Regions from separate parts of the Anas platyrhynchos genome. Here region 1 is linked to region 2. The links are chromatin contacts, called in public Hi-C maps. All regions are on one chromosome and are shown on one strand. The core of a region is the stretch at or near the end of the contact, and the rest is flanking DNA. Distances in the headings are between cores, read along the strand shown.

Evidence for each region. Hi-C and Micro-C count contacts between places; a contact is called where the count stands out from the background.
Region 1: a contact with region 2 is called in a Hi-C map of small yellow follicle, with 4 times the contacts expected there. The contact joins the promoter of DOP1A here to the enhancer-like site in region 2. A contact is called at or near these places in 2 of 8 Hi-C or Micro-C datasets (F5 follicle and small yellow follicle).

What each region holds. Positions count from the first base shown.
Region 1 is chr3:84,913,806-84,917,264 of IASCAAS_PekinDuck_T2T, forward strand. DOP1A (DOP1 leucine zipper like protein A) reads right to left here and starts at 1,812. Exons shown (of 37, transcript XM_072036241.1): 1 at 1,706-1,812.
Region 2 is chr3:84,872,448-84,876,063 of IASCAAS_PekinDuck_T2T, forward strand. It overlaps DOP1A (DOP1 leucine zipper like protein A), which reads right to left. Exons shown (of 37, transcript XM_072036241.1): 19 at 1,395-3,402; 20 at 1,183-1,294; 21 at 18-200. Among named protein-coding and RNA genes, the nearest start is that of PGM3, 30 kb to the left of the region's middle. Within about 2 kb of position 1,599, at least 5 of the 8 cell types and tissues checked have an H3K27ac peak or open chromatin away from gene starts, as enhancers often do. A contact at or near this core is called in F5 follicle and small yellow follicle, where this site is marked.

The DNA of each region.
Region 1 (3,459 bases), core at 562-3,061, 42 kb after region 2:
GCATCATGATTATTCATCCCAAAGACAACTTAAGTGCATACAAATAAGTTCTACTGCATAAAGTTCTATTTTTCCATTCCATGATTTAGCAGATGCAGTCTCTTTTTATCATCTCTTAGTTCTCTTTTCTGTCTCTATTTTTCCTCAGCCATTTCCAAAACATGTTATTCCCCCCCCCTGTTTTTTTTAAAACAACATTCATAAGCCTTCTTGGTCATCTTCTGCACTGGATATCAACACCGCTCCACAGACAAAACAAAACAAACCAAGCGAGAACAGTAATAATTATTTTTAGTCAGTCCTCCCCAAGCAATCATTCCCAGCTAGAGCACGAAGACACTAAAAATAAAGGTGGACAGGCAGTAACACTGGTCAGGCCAACAAAGCCAGTGATGAACACACAGAAGTGTCTTCCCCTTATTCAGATGGAGAATGATGGCAGAACACAATCCAAGCCCACTTGCACCAGACAGACTGCATTCTTCCCAGCTTAGCTTGCTGTGCATGTGATGAGTGTTTCCAGTGGTCAGTGTAGCATTCCAGTATTTTCACACAAGAGATGTGCTGCCGAAAAAAAAACACGGCCTTCCCTGTAAACATAACCATGCACTGGAATGCACAGCCACTGCCCTATTGGAAGATGCAGGACAACTTGTTTTTGCCAGATGCTGTTTAAGTACCTACTGTCACAGGTGCCAGCAACAAGCTGGGAACAGGAGACATTCAGTAAGTCAGAAGTGCAGTTCTCCTTCCCCATCTCTCCCTTCCAGGCTACTTAAATTTCCAAAAGTGCCTATTCTAATTTCAATTAAAACCAACCTGGGAATTATGTGGTTGACATCCTGCTTTTTTCCAAACCAGCGTTCAACCTTGTGATGTTCATCTTTTACGTTATAAGTGACTGCACATTTTGGATAATCACAACACTCAGACATCAAATCATTATCAGACGTGTGAAAAGACATTACTGTGCTGCATTCAGTCTCTTTGGTGGAAAGTTACGAATGTTTCAACCAAAAAAAATAAGCACATCTGACAGCCAGGCCAATGTAAGTATTTAGAAGGGATACAGCCAGACTGAGGCTTGGCAACAAAATGAAAAGATACCATATGCAACCTTATACTAAGCCCGGATTGCCTGCAAACATCCTGCACATCACTACTTCAAGAGATCCCCCTGCCAGCTCGCAGCCCTGCAGGATTCAGGCAGCATCACCCGGTTAATCCGAGGGCAGTAACGCACAGCTACTGCACCTGATACGCAGGCACACTTATTATTTATGATATATTAATTATCCAGCATGGAAATCCAAGGGCCACAAGTGGTGCCAGCCCCGGGATAACCTCAGCACACCCGCAGCGTGTTTTAGGGCATTCAGACCCGAGCCCTTCAGGCCTTGCTGCTTATCCCCAATACCCAGACACCCCCTTACGCCTCAGCGGCCACCCGGGCCCCGCCGCCCTCACACCTCAAGGTCACGGCGGGGCGGCTGCGGGCCCTCCCCCTGACGGGACACCGCCCCCTCGACAAACCCACCGCCGGAGGGGCTGTCACCGGGCTCCTCCGCACCTGCCGCCAGCCCCCAGGCCCGGCTGGACCCGCCTGGACCCCCGGGGGTGCCCCCGCTGCGCCCAGGAGGGGGGCGAGAAAATGGCGGCGGCGCCTCAGGGACGGGCCATGGGGGGGTGGGGGGGGTCGCGTTACCTGAGCGCCCCGCGCCGGAAGGGCCCCGCCGCCGCCGACCGCCCCGCGCCGCCCTGACAGCTCCCGGCATGCACCGCGCCGCGCCCCGCCCAGCACCGCCCCGCGTCAGGCAGGCGCGCGCCTGCGGGGTCGGTTTAACGGTCGCGCCCCCCCCCCACGGAGCGCCTCGGCCGTCCCCAAAATAAGGAGGGTGGCTGACAAAAAGGATGCGAACAGTGTGAAATCAGTCGAAATAAAAAAATCACGGGTCCTCCAGTCACGAGGGAAGGGGAAAAAATGAGAAATCAACAGTTGGTCAAATAAAATTGTATATATATATGGTATAGTGTTGAGTAGTTTTTGAACCTGTGGTACTCAGTGAGGAAACGTGAGGAATTAAAGTGTCAGGTAATAGAGAATATAAGGTTATCATAGGCTTGTGCTGGGTGCTCCAGCTTGCAAGACACCCACCATTAAAATTATAAATAAAAATGCTACTTTACTGAGACCCTCGCCTGAGCCTGTGTTGTTGGCTGCAGGTTGTTTCTCACAAATTGAATTACATGAGCAGCTTAATCAATCTTTCAGGCTTTGTCTGAAAACAAGTAAATATTGCTAAAGTACACCCTGGGGAAAATCTCGTACCATAGATCACCAGGTAGCAGGTTACAAATCCTATCAAGACGACAGTCTAACAAGGCAGGTTTTGTTCTCTAAGCTTGAGGTAATAAACAGGAGACAGGATTCCTTTTCTCATTACACTGTTAATTTAGGATTCCAAAATTACTAAATCCTACACTATTACGGATTCAATATTTCATAACTTCACGTTTGGAAAGCTGGCAGTTCCCACTGGTTTTGGTGAGACATTGAGTACCACTACAGGTGTCATATTTCCAACTAAAACAGTGTGTATTGACATGTTTTTCATTAAAATACCATACAAATGCATCTGAGACCTAATTCCTAACTAGGGCTTGGTGGTGCCTCTGCAGATGTTCAGAAGCGGTGGTCTTGCCAGAAGTGGCAGGACTTCCAGGAGGTAACGCCATACCTTCACACACCACCCTGAGGAGCAGTGAGGAGATCTCTGAGCTTACCTTTTGCTGAACTTTTACCATTGCCTGTTAAAACCTGGAGCTATCTTAAAAGTCCTGTGAAACTGTTGCATCAGCTTTCCATGCAGTAGCAATCCAAAGCCCAACAGAACATTGCACATCATCGGGAAGGATATGGAGAACGAGAAAGAGGGAAGTGTTTGGCATCCATATAGCCACTGCTCAGATTGATTCCTGTGTCAGTTCTTGTCTTCACAGATTGAGAAGCTGTATGGTAGTTAGGGACGGCACAGGAGGGAGGGAGCCACTGCCCTACAGGGGCAATGACAAAGTCTGGAACGGCTCAGGAAAGAAGGCTGGGGAAAGATTTCATCAAGATTTACAAAGTCATCATTATTCATATCGATGGCAAGAAGGAAATAGGCAGGGATGTGCCTTCCAGCACCCTTAATACAACAGCTACACTTAAGGAGCTCTTCCTAAATAGCATCTCCTTATTGCTGACACTGGAATCAAAATACTGGGCTAGGTGCACCCATGGTTTTAGACATTGATGTTCATTTCTGTATAATTATTTCACTGCAGAAACAGTGAGAAACCTACGGCAGATGATGTTGAATATATGAAGCTCACACCCTGCAGGAAATACCTGAGATTATTTATAGCTTTGTAGTCTTGTGTAAGCCTCTGTCAGAGCCAAAGTCTCTTTTACTAGGA
Region 2 (3,616 bases), core at 349-2,848:
ATCCCTGACATTCTGACCTTTGTTGACCCAAGATTAATAGTGGTAATGGATGCAGCAGCGGCAGCAGTAGTTTTCTCTGAAGAGTCTGCAAGGTGAAGGATGCTCCACAGCAAAGTCACAGAAGACATGATCATATGCAGTATAGACAGGATCCCATTGCGTGCTTCAATCAAGTGTTTCTGATCTACATTAACCAAAAGCTAGAACATTTCAAGGGAAGAGGGGAAGAACAGCATTAAATATCTACACAAATAAAATTAGTAAAATAGTGTAAATTGAGACAATGTACATGGAAGCTTTAAACCAGGCCTCTTTTCCAAAACAGCTTTTCGGTAATTTTTACAGTACTTACAGGCTTTGAGTTTATCAAATAATAATTGATTAAAGAATCTTTTGACTCTCAGTCATTCAGAATGGAATGTGTTCTGAACATGTGGTACCTCATGACTACAGCAATCAATTTTGTATCATCTGCCTACACCTTTGCAAAATATAATTATTTCAGAATCTGAGGTTTAACAAATACATTAAGCAAAATTATTTACTTGCACAGACAATAAACAGTTCTCGGTTATTTTCAAATGAATGGAAGGCAAAGGGGAATAAGAACACAAATGGCAAAACCAAGGTAGACAGCAGAACAAAAGTTTTCATGTAAAATCTGGGCCAAATTCTTGAAAGATACTATGCTCTTAATATCAGATCTGAAAATATTGCTTGACTGAAGACAAATTGTGAATATACCGAAAAAGCAGAAAGAAAATATTTTGACATATTGCACGATGAACATAATCCAGCCAGAAAGTGCCAGATATGCATCAGTCTGCAAAGTTCCACAATGAAGTCGTAATGAAGTTCTAAAAAGTTACATTTTAGAGGTCCGAAAGTTAAGGAATTTTCCTTGAAACTACTTCGTTGTTTCAAGGAAATAATGATAACAACAGAAAAGTCTAATACTCTCTTAGAAGTATAATTAGTAGAAAATTATTGTTCCGTTTAATTGAGATGTATACACTATCCATGAAAAACACATTTACAACCAAGATTACTACATGGCTATTATTTTCCTCACTCAGACCTTCAATTTTGTGCAAGTACCTAATACAAGCACGTTTATACAATTACAGTCCTTAATTTGACATATACTGCACAGGAACTTCTCAGATGCCCAAGTAAATTTACCTGATGATATTGTGTAGATGGATCTAGCAGGCAGTAATGAATTATTGTTGTAATCCCTTCTAATAGAGTAAGAACCATATCTGGGGGAGTGACTGACGCCATCCAGAGAGGCCTAAAATAAAATATATTTTTAAATGAACTCATCCAGCAGCAAAGTAATTCAACACAATTAAATTTGCTTAAAAAGATTATACACCTCTAGATATACTTACCTATTATCAGATAATCCTGTTTCATATTTATATTGCTGAATTAAATTATCCAAGTTCCTGCAGAGCTGAAGAGTCACAGAAACAACCACCCTCTGAAGAACCTTTCCCATGTAAGGCAAAGTGGAAGTGATAAGGCCAATCCACTGAGGATGCATTTTACAGGCACAGTGTTGATGTAAAGCTCTTATCACCGCGCAGAGAAACATGCCTTGGCAGGTTATTGGCTGGGAGTGTAAATACTGAAGAGAAGTCATCGGCTGCTGGGGACCAATGTGCTCCAAGTCTGTTATGACAAAGTCGAAGCCTGTTTCATTTTCCTCAGGCACAGTCATTACTCTGTGTTCCAACACAATCAGCCGCTGAAGCACTTTTAAAAGCTGTGACTGTAGAGTACTGCCGTTGTCAAATTCATCTTCAGAGAAATTTATAAGGCTGTCTTCAGAGAAACCTTCTTCTACAGCCACTATGTTTTTTCCAGCCATCTTTTCACTGTGCCATTTCTGTGCGCTAAAGATAGAAGACAGCAGACAATGCAGGATCACTTTCTGAACCTTGCACTTGGATAACATGTCCGAAATAAAACTAGGAAAGCCTTTTGCAGAGCTTTCTATAACTTTGGCCAATTCAGCAAAGAGAAGTGTCAGAATTTCTATACTCATCATTTGCATATTACGGTTTCCTATCAGATCTTGTGAGGTTACTTTAACGTGAGTTGGATAGTGGCTCCGCATGTAATATAAACACAAGGAGATAAGAATTTCTATGTACATAGAACTCCGAAAGTTATGGTTAGAATCAACTGGGATGTGACTATAGAAATCCTTGCCCATAACAGATATCCGATGCCTGGCTAGGAGATTCTGGAGCAGTGAGAGCTGAGGAGTGTATGCATTGTTGACACTGGTAGTGGAGATAGCACTTACGAACGCTGAGGGATTTGTCTTCAGAATCGCTTTAATTGCAGAAAAAGCATACAATGTCCTTGAGGAGTCATACAGCTGGAGATACAGCAGTACATGTTGATACAAGGGATGGATATTGAAGTTGGGAGATTTCCGCATTCCTGGGGACCCCACATCACTCTCTATTTCTGAAATTTCTCCTTCTCCACAGCTGTACCAGTTTTCTAAATCAAGACCATCACTAAAGAAGACGTTTGTTTGTTTAAGCTTTTCTGTTTGCGCTTTCTTCTTCTCTTCATCTTTCTTTTTGGCTATTTTCACCTTAGGTTTTGCACCTGGTTGCTTACCAGCCTCTTTAACAATTGTTTCTTTTTCTGACGTTTTTTCTGGCAGTTTTCCTTTGAAGTTGAACTGAATGCTACTGTGGCTCCGCTTTCTGGACTTGGACTCTGTGGAAGCAAGAGTGAGATCTGACAGGGACTGCTGGCTTGCTGCAATACAGGGTGAGGAGTTATTTCTTGAAATTTCGTCTCTTAAGCTCTCAAGTCCAGTCTCAGTTGAGGCTGACAATAACTGGGAACTGTCATTACTAAGCAAACTACTTTGGCTACTTTGAATATTTTGATCTTCACTTTTAGTCATCTCGTCGGGGTTATCCAAAGGGCTGAAATTACATGAAGTATCCTCGGAGTGCAGACTGTGTTTAACTGGGTCGTTCTCTTCTCCAAGACTGCTTACAACTCTGCAGATAAGGTCAGTAATGACTTGTTGCACAATTTCATCAGGCGAGTCTTCTCTCAGAGTCTGAGAGCTATCTTGAGCACTCAGGCTTTCTGTTTCCACCTCATAGCTGATGTTGTCTCCAGTAGATGACTGAGAACAGCCAGAATCAGAACTCTGCAGTATTTCAACCTGATTGTCAGGAAGGTCAAAATCAGACACAACCATTGGAATGGTCTCGCTGCTGGTACTTAACAAGGAAAGCCGGTCACTCAGAGGGTTGACAGTCAGGCTGAAGTTCTCCATTTCATCCATAACAAGCTGCTTTTCATTGCCTTCTTTAGGTATAATAAGTTGTCCTTGGCTTACAGGCACGTGGGAAAATGCTTAAAGAAAAACATGAAAAAGTTATTTACATGGTATCTTGTTTTTCAGAACAGAATTTAGAATTTATATTTAGAATTTAAACTATTATCAAGACTTTAAATGAAACAACAGTAAGGTAAATAGTTCCTTTTCACTTTAACGCAAAAAAAAAAAACAACAACAGTAAATAACAAGTCACATATTCACATAAGCAAGCCAGAAACACTTTAGTAG